3 separate regions of the Pan troglodytes genome follow, and all the other regions are linked to region 2. A link is a contact called in public Hi-C data. All regions are on one chromosome and are shown on one strand. The core of a region is the stretch at or near the end of the contact, and the rest is flanking DNA. Distances in the headings are between cores, read along the strand shown.

What was found. Hi-C and Micro-C count contacts between places; a contact is called where the count stands out from the background.
Region 1: a Hi-C map of stem cell-derived neural progenitor cells shows a contact between it and region 2, with 2.6 times the contacts expected there. The contact joins the enhancer-like site here to the promoter of CCND2 in region 2. A contact is called at or near these places in 6 of 7 Hi-C or Micro-C datasets (blood, induced pluripotent stem cells, a lymphoblastoid cell line and 2 more) and 1 of 1 datasets of contacts at active chromatin or transcription factors (stem cell-derived excitatory neurons).
Region 3: a contact with region 2 is called in a Hi-C map of induced pluripotent stem cells, with 1.9 times the contacts expected there. The contact joins the enhancer-like site here to the promoter of CCND2 in region 2. A contact is called at or near these places in 2 of 7 Hi-C or Micro-C datasets (induced pluripotent stem cells and stem cell-derived neural progenitor cells) and 1 of 1 datasets of contacts at active chromatin or transcription factors (stem cell-derived excitatory neurons).

What each region holds. Positions count from the first base shown.
Region 1 is chr10:11,282,196-11,286,803 of NHGRI_mPanTro3-v2.0_pri, reverse strand. The region is part of intron 4 of LOC104001414 (a long non-coding RNA gene); the gene reads right to left. It also overlaps the pseudogene LOC107967711. Among named protein-coding and RNA genes, the nearest start is that of CCND2, 160 kb to the left of the region's middle. Within about 2 kb of position 2,218, at least 4 of the 24 cell types and tissues checked have an H3K27ac peak or open chromatin away from gene starts, as enhancers often do. A contact at or near this core is called in induced pluripotent stem cells and stem cell-derived neural progenitor cells, where this site is marked.
Region 2 is chr10:11,439,100-11,443,485 of NHGRI_mPanTro3-v2.0_pri, reverse strand. CCND2 (cyclin D2) reads right to left here and starts at 3,127. Exons shown (of 5, transcript XM_001156857.7): 1 at 1,459-3,127. The coding sequence starts at 1,653.
Region 3 is chr10:11,216,028-11,220,870 of NHGRI_mPanTro3-v2.0_pri, reverse strand. All of the region lies in intron 3 of LOC104001414 (a long non-coding RNA gene), which reads right to left. Among named protein-coding and RNA genes, the nearest start is that of PARP11, 170 kb to the right of the region's middle. Within about 2 kb of position 1,925, at least 1 of the 24 cell types and tissues checked has an H3K27ac peak or open chromatin away from gene starts, as enhancers often do. A contact at or near this core is called in induced pluripotent stem cells, where this site is marked.

The DNA.
Region 1 (4,608 bases), core at 969-3,468, 160 kb after region 2:
CCCACCCAGAGATGACTTCACCTCCCTAAGCCAGACAGGACTGAATGGGAGAACAGCTGGGGAGGTGCATGCAGCACAACCTGGAAAGTGTGTGTGTGTGAGTGTGAGTGTGTGTGAGAGACTGTGTGTGAGAGAGAGAGAGAGAGAGAAACAGAGAGAGAGAGAGAGGGTGAAAGAGAGAGAATTGCTTTTGTATGAATCTGTCTCTTTCTTTTTCTTTCTTTTTTTCAGCAAACCACAGACCGGCTACACATTCTTGGGCAGTTTCCTGAAGATGAACTTAAGATTTTGAGAGAGAGAGAAAAAAAAGAAAAGAGTAGGGGTGGAGGAAGAAGCGAGGCAGAAAGTAATCAAGCTCACGTGCATGTGCATGCGCGTGCTCACACACACACACACACACACTCTTCACACACAACTCCTGGCAATAAGGAAGTGAGACTAGATCTTTTTCATGAATGGGCTTAACTCAGCCTTGCTGAACTTCCGCTCTCCCATTCACCAGCATTCAAATTTCACCTTCTGACCATCCAAGGCAGCTGGCTGCTGGCCCGGGAACTAAGAGCACTTTGAGATCATCCCTCTGACCACAGGCAACTGTGTGCTTGCAAGGAATCTTCTTTCCTGAGCTGGTAAATTCAAAATGACCAGGGTGTTCCCAGGGTACCAGGTTTGAGGGCCACTGACCCTTGAACCCCCAACCCTACCTACTGCCCTATTCACCCAGGACCACAGCTTACACTCTGGAAAAGCCAAGAAATGACAGCAGGCAATGCACACGGAGGAAACATTTCTGCACAGCAACTGCACAGGAGGACAGCCCAGGTGAACTCTCTGGGGAACGTTCACGCCTGCCTTAAATTAGGCTGGGGGAAATGACAGTCACCATTTTGGAAAGGACACTTTATGGCTTTTCCCATGGGAGCTAGGGAGCAATGAACTGGGGCGTGTGACCTATAAGTGTGCCATTCTTTCGTATTGGGTGGGAGCCAGGCGAGGCACAGGCAGCGGTGGAAGTTTCTGTTCCCTTGAAAATCAGCCTCGAGATGCCTGGCAGGGTGTGTCCAGGCAGTGGAAGGACCGGTGAAGGGTCTTGAGCAAAAGTCATTTCATGTTGCTGTGCTCCAGCTTCCTCATTTGTCAAGAGGTGGCAATAAGACCTCCCTGGGACAACCGCTGGGGTGACCCAGTGAGCTAAGGCCAAAGACCTGACTCCCCAGTGTGAATGACCCGGGCTCATCAGCAACCCAGCTAGGGAAACCCCTACCACCTAGAGCTGACAAAGCAGGTGCCATTGTTCTGAAAGAATAAGGATAGCTTTATCTCTGAACTTCCAGAAATGGTGGCTGCGACAGACTAGTGGCCCAGAAGCGAGGAAAGCGATGGGAGGCAGACAGGGCTGGCCTGCCCCAAGACCAAAGGAGGAGCAGGAGAGAAGTCGGGGTAGAGACACCACGGAGGCTCAGCTTTTCTTTTCCTGATTTCTTTCCCCTCTCCTGCAACTCCTTCTAATGGAAGCTCAAGGAGGCAACGGAGAAAGGGACATCCTTTTCCTGACTCCACCTTGTATCCTTAGAATCCTCATGCAGGCTCCCTGGTCCCCACACTTGGGCTACAGGGGGTTTCCAAGCCCCGTGTCTTACAATGTCTGGGCCCAGAGGCAGGAGCATAGATGAGATGACCTTCAGAGCGCCTTCCCCGCTTGGGGCAAGGAGTCTTTCTCCAAGGCTGAATCTAGGGCAGCATGCTAGAGAACTGCATTCCACTCCTTGCAGCTGCTGAGCTACTGGGTCCAGCTCTGGGCACTGGGAATGGACTCGGAAATACCAGTGGGCTTTGTTTGGGCCGATTACTCACAGTACAGGAATGATATCCATTCCACTGGACTTTCTAGGAACTTGCCTGCAGCTGGAGCGGTCCCTGTCCCTAGGTTTCCTCTAGCACAGAGAGGCTGCTAGCAGAGGCCTGGCTGGGGAGGGAATGTGCAGCTTACAGGGGATGCCAGTGGGCCCCAGGAAGCACTGATGCAATGCTCTTTTTATTAAGTTGGGCTCTGAGCCCTTCTCCCCTGTGATAACTTCCGGGAGTAGCTGTCCCCATTTCCCTGGTCTCCTCTCCCTCTCCTGCTTCGAGAGCCAAATTCCCGCATGACAGCAGCACCTGAGGAATCCGAATTCACACAATAGTAATGCAGGTGGATAGAGGAAATGCCTGTTGGTCTAAGGAGCTTGGGTAATAAAGGTTGCCGTCCGCCGAAGCCTCCCATGCCAGGTGTGTGCCCAGCCCTGAAGGCTCTGCCTCCCTCAATCCTTCCAGCACCCTGGTTGTGCAGGTGCTGTCTTGTGACCTTTTTACAGACGAGGAAGTGGAGCCTTAGGTCAGGAAATGCTTTTAAGATCACATAGTTAGCAAATGGCAGAGCTGGGAATTAAGTCCATTTCTGCTCAATTACAAAACACCCGAGTTTAGTCACTGGACTCCGATTTTTGTGTGTACTGTAGTAGCTCAGCTTTTATGAGAACCGGAGATTAAGCTCCCTGAGGGTAAAGGCTATGTCTTATTTTTAATTTTATTTTATTTTTTACCCTATTTATCTCTGTAAGATGCCAGGAACTCGTTTTAAAATGCACCTGCCAAAACATGCTGAGATGGTGGGCGGCGGCTGCCCATGGATGATATGGAGGCCACTGCAGCTGAAGGGACAAAAAGCAACCCTGGAACTGTCCACGCTGCAGACAGACCTTTCGGTTTGCTCTCACCCTGCTTCTCCCGTGGCTGTGGTATTTTTCTCCCGTCTGCCTCCTGGTTTCTGCCCACTGGAGGCTTTTCCAGCCTCGTGACCTCTATTACTGCCCCCTCTCTGCAAATGCCTGCACCTACTCATCGCCCTGTCTTCAAGCCGCTACCGCATGACTGAGGTTCCTCTACTCTTCTTCCGTGTGCCATGTCTCTGTTCCCTAATGGCTTCTCTGGCTTGCTCTCTGTGTCTCTAAGCACCTGGGCCACCTCACTCTCCATTCCTGCTGAGGGTGTCTGAGAGAGTCCCTGATGGGTTAGTGACAACCCAAATCTGGAGATACCTGTTGGTCCCAGTCTCACCAGCTTAGCTTTTAGGCTGCCCACATTCTGTAAGGCAGTGGTCTGCAACCTTTTTGGCACCAGAGATGGGTTTCGTGGGTGACAATTTTTCCATGAATGGGGCAGGGGAGGAAAGGGTGGTTTCAGGATGACTGAAGCACATGACATTTATTGTGCACTTTATTTCTATTATTACTACGTTATAATATATGATGAAATCATTATACAACTCACCATAATGTAGAATCAGTGGAAGCTCTGAGCTTGTTTTCTTGCAACTAGACAGTCCCATGTGAGGGTGATGGGAGACAGTGAGAGATCATCAGGCATTAGGGTTTCACAAGGAGCGCGCAACCTAGATCCCTCGCATGCGCAGTTCACAGTAGGGTTTGTGCTCCTATGAGAATCTTATGCAGTCGCTAATCTGACAGGGGGTGGAGCTCAGGTGGTGATGTGAGCAATGGGGAGTGGCTATAAATACAGATGAAGCTTCACTCACTTGCCCACCGTTCATTTCCTGCGTGTGGCCAGGATCCCCCGATAGCAGCGGCTCACCTCAGGTCCTCCAATTTAAAGAGCAGGCACTTGAAGCTCAGAAACATTAAGCAACTTGCCTGAGGTCACACATTTAGAAGGTGATAGAATCCAGACCAGAACACACATCAGTCTGGGAAGATGAAAAAAAATCTGGAGATGAACGGTGGTGATGGTTGCACAATGATGTGAATGTACTTAATGCCACCGAATCCTTTAAAATGGTGAAAAGGGTAAATTTTGTCCTGTATGTTTTACCATAATAAAAAGTGGCTAAAATGGCAAAAAGAAACAATGAACAAAATAACCTCATGGGATTTTAAATTGGATTAAATGAGGTATTGTACCTAAACCCTTATCTTCATGCCTGGCACATAGGAGCTAATACGATGATTAATTATGCTAATATTACTTTTTTAGTTTCCTCACCTATAAAGTGGGGATAATAAAGATAACTCTCAGGGCTTTTTTTTTTTTTTTTTTTTGAGACGGAGTCTCGGTCTGTCACCAGGCTGCAGTTCAGCGGCACAATCTCGGCTCACTGCAACCTCCACCTCCCGGGTTCAAGCGATTCTCCTGCCTCCGCTTCCCAAGTAGCTGGGACTACAGGCGCGTGCCACCTCGCCCAGCTAATTTGTTGTATTTTTAGTAGAGACGGGGTTTCACCATGTTGGCGAGGATGGTCTTGATCTCTTGACTTCATGATCCGCCTGCCTCGGCCTCCCAAAGTGCTGGGATTACAGACGTGAGCCACCACGCCCGGCCTGGGCTTTTTTCCCCTTATTTCTTAGAAATTTATTGTGGCAGATTTATGCATATATAAGTTGCATTCATTTTTTAAAATGGAGACATCACCTACTTGAAGAGCATAAGTACTAAGTATACAGCTGGATGGATTTTACATATGTATTTATCAGTGTACTCACCACCCAGGCCAAGGTAGAGACATTTTCCATGCCCTGAAAACTACCTTGTGACCCTCCAGGTTAGGACCAGCTT
Region 2 (4,386 bases), core at 1,878-4,377:
CCTTCGCGCACTCTAACTCACTCACTCTTTTTTGGATTTCGTCATCTTTTCAAAAAATCAATAAAAATATTCTGGAGGCTCCGGGGGTCCACTTCTTGGTCTCATCCGGATCCCCAGATCCTCCTCTATCATTCCCGACAATTGGAAAAAATGTCTGGGGGGGTCCCTGCGGCCCAGGGGCCGCTATTGGGGGGGCGGGTGGGGAGAGGTGGGGAAGAGAGGGGGAGGGAGGAGAGGAGGAAGAGCGCCGCAGCCTCGGCAGCTGGAGTCGGAGCAGGGGGGGGATGGTTTCAAAAAATAATTAAAAATCGAGGAAATATCCTAGAAAAGCCCTTTTGGCGTGAAAACCCCAAAGAAGAGCCAGGCTTCCCGAAACAGAGGTTTCGGGTGCCAGAAAGGTCTGTATTCCGACCCCTGGGGCTTTGGATCCCGGGAGGAAACTTGAAGGGGTGAGCGCCGCGGCGGGAGTGTCCGGCTGCGGCCCACAAGGACAGAAACTAGGGAACGTGGTGACGAGCTAGGGGAAAGACGGGAGCAGAGAGCCCTGGAAAGAGGCACGGGGGGCTCCCACCTCTCCTTTAGGGGTGACCCGGTATCCCCCCTACACACACCCCCTCCCCCCCCTTCCTACCCCACCCAAATCTCCGCACCGAGGAAGCTGGAAAACCAAACTGTAAGTAATCTTCGTGAGGTGGGGGGTGGGGGAGAGGGCACGATTAAAAGTGGGGTGGCCGGGATAATGGGGTGCGAGGGTAAGCGGGCGACGTTTCCCAGCCTTTCCAAAGGGAGTTTGCAAAGCAACATGGCGAAACCACGGCAGGTCCAGAGCTGTGCATACGTGGGCACACGGCTCGCTGGGCAAAGACTTGGAGTGAGGGGCAAGAAGTGGTTCTTTTGGGTTCCCCTGAAACACACGTTTCTTCAATGGGACTTCCGGGGCTCCCGAATTCCCCGTTTCTCTCCTTCTCCCTCCTCCCTCCACCTCCCCGGTGAAGTGCCAGCGCGGAGTCGCGACCACATGCGGGGACCTGAGGCCAAGACGAATTTGCTCTGGCCTTTTGGGGGGGTTGCCTTTCTACTCGGGGTCCCGATTTCAGGCCCCGACTCTCTTCCTGGCCGCAGCGCAAGCAGCCGCGGCGGCTTCGCAAAAGACAGGTCGCGAGGGGGGTGGGAAGAAGAGGCAGCCACATGCAGGAACACGCGCGCGGGATGCTCCCCTACCCCCGCCCAGGACAGCCTCGCTTCTCCCAGATTTTCCTCCCCCCTCTCCCTCCCCAGTTTATCTGGAGAGGAACAGAAATAAAGCCACGCGTCTCGCCAGAAGGCGCGCGGTAAACTCCCGCACAGGAGCCGGGAGGCCGGCGCGGGGATTGCCCTCTCCCAGGTTTAGGGCTCCGGCCGGCGACCCGAGCATCCGGAGGGGTCCTGGCTCCTGGCGAGCGCCACCCCCCGACCTACCTCCAGCATCCAGGTGGCCACCATTCTGCGCATGTAGGGTTGGATGTCCTTCTGCACGCACTTGAAGTAGGAGCACTGCGGAAGGTAGCGCTCCTCGATGGTGAGCAGGTTCTGCAGGACGCGGTCGTCTCGGAGCAGGTTGCGGTCCCGCACGGCCCTGCGGACCGGGTCCACCTCGTGGCACAGCAGCTCCATGGCCAGCCCGGCGGCCCCTCTCCCTCCTGCTTTCCCCGGCCTGGAAAAGGGTTTTTCTGTTTTTGTTTTTTGGAAGGGGAGGGGAAAGCGTTCCCCTGACCTCCTTCCTTTGGCTAAATAGGGGGTTTTCGGGGGAGAGGTGAGGGCAGAGAGAGAAGGTGGAGCAGAAGAGAGGCGAGGATTGGGTGGTGGGCGAGCAGAGCCTCGGGGCTGCCTCACTCGCACCGGTCCTCCCCTTAAAACTGGTCTCGCTCTCCCCTGCTCGCTCTTCTCCGCTCTGAGGCGGTGACGCAAGCTGGCTGGGCAGTTAGCTCTCCTCCCTCTCCCCGCGCTCCCCGCTCTGGTTCCTCCTCCCCTTTCCTCCCCTCCCGGTCCTCCCCTCCTCCTTTCAATCTCTCCCTCCCTCCCTCCTTTTCCCCTCTCGTTATTAAGGAGAACAGCAGCTGGCCCGACCCAACTTCAAACGCGGTCCCCCGCCACCCCCCACCCCTCTCCCTCCATCCAGCCCTGCATGCCAGGGGCCCCGGACAGGGCAACCCACAAAAAACTACCGATTCCTATTTCTGCCCTCTAATTTCACTCATTCTGTAGGTGTAGCACGCCAAAATACGACCCTCCAACTTTGGCTTCTTCAAAACGGATCCTAATCCTCCTGCCCTTGTATTTAAGATCCAGGAATGTAGGGTAGATTATTTGAAGATGGGGTGACCTCGGACAATTTAGAAATAGGTCCCTTAAGTGAAAAATAAGGGAGGGGGTGATTTTAGAAAATAGCAACCTCGCATACCCAGAGATAAAGGTCATGTCCCTGAAGTCTGTGTTCCTGATAACTTCGAAGCTGTTTCAAAAGCCCCGATTAAAGGGACCAGAACAACGTCCCTTCTGCCCCCCCTGCAGAGTGTGTGCAGAGGAAGAAGAGGGAGGGAGAGGTGGGTATTAGGAAGGAAGGGGGGTGCTTCTCTGGAGGGATAGAATGTGATCCTCGAGCAGAAACCATCGTGTTTCTGGGGGCTCTTCGGGCGCCGTGGGGCGACGCGGTGCAGCGTCTAGGGCCGCCGCAGGCCGAGGGCAGGGCTCCCAGCGGTTCCCCCGCGGCCAGCGGCCACGCAGGAAAAACCCGCTTCCTCGCCCCTGCATCTGCTGACAAGCCGCCCGAGGTGTCTGCGCTGAGCGTGGCCACACCGATGCAGCTTTCTAGGAAATGGCCCGGGAGGGGGAGGGGGCGAGTGAGGGATTAGGTCCGGCTCCCCCTCGCTCCCCCTGCGCAAACACCACCACCCCTTCCTTTCCCCGGAGGCATGAGGCCTCCACGCTCGGTCCTTCGCCCGCATCCTCGCCGACCCCTCCGGTTTCGCGCCTCACTCGCCAGGCTTTCTCCCTGGGAGCCGACTGCGGTGAAGTCGCCGCCAGCACGGTCGGCCCTGACACGTGCTCTAACGCATCCTTGAGTCAAGGCTGTCTTTACAGGAGATATGATCTGGTGGCGTTTCTTCACCTCCTTCCTCCTGTCACCCCCCACCCCCACCGTGCCCTTTGGTGTATTTCACTCCAGGAGGAAGGGGAGAGACCAGCGCCCTGATGTGCTGGCCAAGCTGGCACGTGCAGCGGGCATGGCGTGGCTCGAGCTCTCTGGGCACACCGAGGCCGACTGAGTACCTCCCTCACCGAGAGAGGGGGCCCGGGCAGGGGCGCGGAGAGCCAGCAAGGCGGGGTGGGGCGCGGGCTGGGTGAGCCGTACACTAGGTTCCCTGCAAGGCGGAGGAGGGGAGCGAATAAACTAGAGGTGCAAGCGATTAACTCAGGCCCCGGAGCCAGCCTCTTTAAACGAGGGTGGGGCGGAAGGGGTGGTGGGGGGGAAAGGAGGGGATATCGCTTTAAAAGGGTGAGTAAGAGTTTGGGGCGCCGTCTCCCCTCCCTCTATTTGCATAGCCAATAGCTCTGGGGCTCCTGCTACTGCGCGCTGATTGTTACCGGGCAGATTACTTTTTTTTTTTTTTTTTTTTTTTTTTTTTTTTTAGTAGGACGCGTTCCCCACTACATCAAAAGGAAGCCAAGGGAGGGCGGAGGGAGAGCGGGCGCTGGGGCGGGCGAAACCTGGGGAGAGGCCCGGCCGCCTCCGACCTTATCAATAGCAGCGGGAATGAGTATCCCATCTCCTATATGTAAAGAAAGGGGAGGGAAGGGGCGGGCGAGGAAAATGTCTAATTGCTGTGGAAGCCATTAGCTTTCAGGAAGAAAAAAAGCTCGCTGAAAAACCCAAGTTGCAAACTCAAAATGAAACAGTCCAGCGCCGCGGATGACACCCGGGCCGAATACCGTGTACACCCGCACACAGTCGGCCCCGAACAATCACCTATTGGTTTTAGTCACGTTGGGCTTCCCGACTTAAGCTTTTGAGTCACCCCGGATAAGTACATTCACTTACATTTTAAGACCCCCATAAGGGAATTACTCCAATTTCACCTAAGCCACATTTGAGCGGATCAAAGAAAGTTGCAGCGGGGAGAGGCGAGAGAAGGAGGGAGCGCGGGAGGTATTTTTAAAGTATAAATCTAACCCGACAGGCAAGGACAGAGGCCGCCGGGACTCCCAGCCTCTGGACATCACTTGATACAGCTCTGCGAGCAAGGTCTCTTCCACCCCGACTCCGCACACCCCCCCTTCTCCGGGGAAAGGCATCCAGAGCTCTGGGTCTCCCGAAGTGGGGGCAGCGGGGGCGAGGAAGAAGCGGGT
Region 3 (4,843 bases), core at 676-3,175, 220 kb after region 2:
CAGTTTCAACTTATCATTTGGCTTCTGAGCTACTCAAAGTTTAGATGCTTCTGAACTCAGCTGGATCCTGCTTTCCATTTTCTCAAATGGCCTTGGGAAAACTGGTAAAGTTGGCAGGACTTCCCCATGGTACCGTCACATCCTCACGTTCCTTCCTAGCATCTCTTACATCCCCTCCACCTTCAAGCATCCTGGAGCTGCAGTATCTCGGTATGAATCCACCCTAAGGGTTCACAACTCACTAAGTGGCCTTCTTCTAAAACGTCAAGAGTATTTTAAAAGTGGGCCTCATAGGCAGACCATGTTTAATTCAAAAGAAAGGGCTATTTACGGAATAATCTCAATATCAGTCTTAGAAGGGGTCTCTGCCCTGGTCTGTTGAAAAACAGACTGTTAAAGAGAAATTAGAACCAGAATTAATCCCTTCAGAGGTATGTTATTTGGGGGGATTTTATTTTCCTGGAAGACATGTGCCCTGAACTTTGAGTAGGATCCAAAGCTGGTAAAAGTTTCCCCTCTTGGGAAACTTTACTCCCCAAGGAGAGTAATGACAGACTGTAGATGTTTGGTAGACACAAAGACTGGGCTGCCTGTGGGTGTGAACTGATGCTTCTGAACTCCCCTGAAAACCACATAAATAATCGGCATTTGTCACAGCAGCAGCAACAGCACTCTCCACTACCACCACCACAACCACAGCATTGGCCAAGGGAGGTCTTTCTTAATTAAAGCAACTATCTTTCCTCACCATCAATGCAATTAGAATTTAATGAACCCAGGGCATTTCTTTTAAGGCCTCAAAATTATAGCTGATCTCAACACTCATGTGCTGGGTTGGAGGGAGAGGCATCACCCATTCTGAAAGCATGAGAAATGGAGGGCAATAGGAATTAAAGAGATGGAGTTGTGCTACACTGACGAGAATCACCTGGAGATGACGGGGACTCAAGAATGACCAGAGGAAAGGTGACTGTTCCTTCTACGGACTCTGAAAGAATGTGGAAAATCCTCACTTCCCAGCATGAGGGTGGGAGGCACATTAATCAGTTAATATACAAGCATTTATGCAACGCCACCTTGTGCGAGGCACTGCATTAGATCTATAGAGGGCATGATAGGAAGACAGATAGATAAATAAGACACAGTAGACACAAGTCCTGATTTCAGTCTACTTCAAACTACAGTTCAGGTGTGCATGCTGAAATGATGACTAGAAGGCAAGAAGTTAATGTTTACGTAAAGAAAGTGGCAGGAGTTCTAACAAGCCATGCTGTTTTGGAAGACACAGAACCCAAGGAGGCGGCGAGGAAGCAGAAAGCCTTCCAAGAGGAAAAAAAAACCAGCAAAGCACAGGCAGGAGAAGAACCTGGCCTGTTCTGGCATCAGTGAGCAATAAGTAGCAAACAAATGAGCCAGGGACTGTTTGGTAAATTTAAGTCATTAAATGCTTACAACAACCTTAGAAAGTAGGTTATTACTGTCACCCCTATTTTACAGATGGGAAAATTGAGGTACATAGAGATGAATTAACTTGCACAGATAGTAAGTGACAGCTGAGATTCAAACGCAGGTGGTCTCACTCCAGACCAGTCTGTCCAACAGAAATATTACGTGAGCTACAAATGCCAGCCACATGTGTAATTTTAAATATTCTAGTAGCCACATTAAAAAATAAAAAGTAAAAAAAGTAAAATTGATTTTAATATTTTACTTAACCCAGTATTTCCAAAATAGGTATTTCATTCATTCTTTGAAATCTGGTGTGTTTTATACTTACAGCACATCCCAATTCAGACTAGCCACACTTTAAGTGCTCAGTAGCCACATGCAGCCAGTGGTTACCAAATTGGACAATGCAGCACCACACTACCAGCTGTGCCCTTAATCACTCAGCAAGGCAGTCTCCACAGTGGGTGGCCTGACTGCAGATGGTCACAGGGTGATGAGATTGGATAGGTAAGCTGAGGGCAGGTGGAGGAGAGTTCCTAATGGTGGGTGAAGGAGTAAATGGTTTCAAGAGACCACTTTTGACCTAACATAACAAATGCAGTGCCTTACACATAAGGGCTCAAGCCTGTACCCTTCTTGTGTGATCACTCATTGGTCCCCAAAAATTACTGTGATTTGCAGATTGTGGGAGGTAATGTGGTACAGTAGAGGGAAGCCTTGGTGCTGCAGCTCAGCAGACAGGGGTGTGGGCCCACCCGCAACCGCACATCAGTTGTGTGATCTTGGGGAAGTTATTTAATGTCTTCAAGCCTCAGATTCTACATCTACAGCTCTAAAATGGGACTCACCATGCTGATGTCACAGCACTGTTTTAAGGATTAAAGCAGATTAAATAGACTTCAAGCTCTTAGTACAGTGCCTCACATGTTATAAACGCTCAAGAAATGCTAGCGGTTATTATTATCAGGAGCTCCAAGTTACACGGTTACAAAGTTCCAAGTGGCCCAGTAGGCCAGGCTGTGGACTGCCGCCTGAGTCCCTACATAGTGCATTTCAATTTGGCCTCTTTCTATGGTGCCAGGTGAGGCCAGGTCAGACTGGGGAGTCGACTTGTGTAAGACACACAGAGACCTGGGGGTGGGGTGCTGGGAAGACCCAGAGGGCTGGCTCCGGGTCCTGTTGGCTGGAGGAAATCATGCAGGAGATGAACTGGAATGGACTCCTGAACATGGATTCTTACTCAGTTAAGGAAAGCTGTTTAAGATCCTTGGACCTGAGAGCTGAGAGGAGACTTGGAGATCACTTAGGGTATGTCAATTCTCCTTGATTAGCAAATTAAGGAACTAAAATCCAGTGAGATGAAGTAATTGCCATGGCCAGGCGCCTAGCTAGGAGCAGAGCCCATGCCTCAAGTCAGAAATCTCAATTTCTTGTCTAGTGGTCCACACTTAATGAATCATGCCTGCGACTGCCTTGTTCTCATATCAGCCCTGGCTGCGGGTCAGAATTACGTGGAAAGCTTTGAAAATCCACAGATGTTGGGTTCCTCCACAAGAGATCCATATGGACATACTGCTTTCCACTGACCGTTTCCAAGAACCACCCTCCCATCGCAAAACTCTCTAGCCCCTCTTCAAAATCTGGCTTTTACATATCTCTTCTGTGAGGTTTTCTGAGATAACCATGACAATAATAATAGCAGTATTAATAACAGTAATAACCAATACTGTGAGGACTCACGATATGCCAGCCACTGGGCTAAGCATCTTGCATGGATCATCTGATTTAATCCTCACAAGGGCTACTGCATTTTTTAAAGCCTCATACAGAGGAAGAAATCAATGCTCAGGCAGTGGTAAGGGGTTTTTTGTCCAAGGTGAAACTGTTGCAGGTGGTGGAGCTAGGACCTGACCTGTCACTGGTCTGACTCCAGAGCTCATGCTCTTAACTCTGATTCTAGGTAATCACCATGTTAATGTTAACTTATTGGGATTTGCTTTGTGTATCAGTCTTATTCTTGCATATCTGTCCATCCTTTGTTTTCAACTACACTGTAGGCTCACCAAATGCAGGGACACTTTCTTCTTCCTGGGGGTCTCTGCTCTTCATCTAAGCCAGTGTGAGCTTGGTGGGTTTATGGGCTAAGAGTAGGTCAGCAAAGGGTAATCAAGGAACAGAGGCTTCTGTGTCCTGGGGGAGGGGAGGCCTTTGGAAACCTTGTTCTCTATTCTAGTAGGTATTTTTGAAATATAGAAAAATCACAAAAATAGAAAGTTCATAAAACCATACAGTTAGAATGGACAATAGATGTCTAACTCCACTTTTATTTTATAATGGGGAAACTAAACTGAGGTCTTTGAAAAATAAGTGACCTGTGAAGGATCACATAGTTGACGCAGGGATAAAACTGGAGTCTGGGAAGTAAACACAAAAACTATCACCATCATGTAGTATCTTCTTAGTGTATGTCATAGTTTTTATACTCATTGTCTTTAGTTTATGTAACGAGGTCAACATTTAACCCATATTTTATTGATGAGGAAACTGAGGCACTGACAGGTAAATTAACTTGTCCTGGCTCACACAGATGGGAAGTGACGCCAGATCTTCTGTCTCCTGGGTCATTATGTAATATTTCTAGAATTTTTTGAGAATGAATTATGTGGTAGGTATTTTATGTGCATTTTAACAATCATCACAGAAACTCTCTGTGGCAAATAACATAGCCCCATTTTGAAAATGAAGGAATGAGGACAAGGTGCGGTGGCTCGTGCCTGTAATCCCAGCATTTTGGGAGGCTGAGGGCGGATCACGAGGTCAGGAGATCGAGACCATCCTGGCTAACACAGTGAAACTCCATCCCTACTAAAAATACAAAAAAATAGCAGGGTGTGGTGGCGGATGCCTATAATCCCAGCTACTCGGGAGGCTGAGGCAGAAGAATCGCTTGAACCCAGGAGGTGGAGGTTGCAGTGCGCCGAGATCACACCATTGCACTCCAGCCTGGGCGACAGAGTGAAACTCCATCTCAAAAAAAAAAATTGAAGGAACTTAGAAGAAATGGTAACTTGCTCAAGCTTGCTTAGCTAGTCAGCGGTGGAGCTGAAATTCAAACACAGGTCTGTTTGACTCTGTGTCTTAAACTCCTAGCTGCAACAATACAGTGCGCTGGATGACTGGGATCCTAAAAGGATAAGGCTTAGGGACATTGTTAGACCTCACAGATACACATCATTTGCTTTGGCTTGTGATAATGAGAGAAGGGGTACAGTCCTGTCCATCATTCCAAGTCCCTTCTCCTAAATGCTGGTAGTGCTCTCTTTAGCACCACATCTCTGATGCCGACTGCAGCACTGACACTTTCCCGTAAAGCACACATCCCCTTGCATCAAGT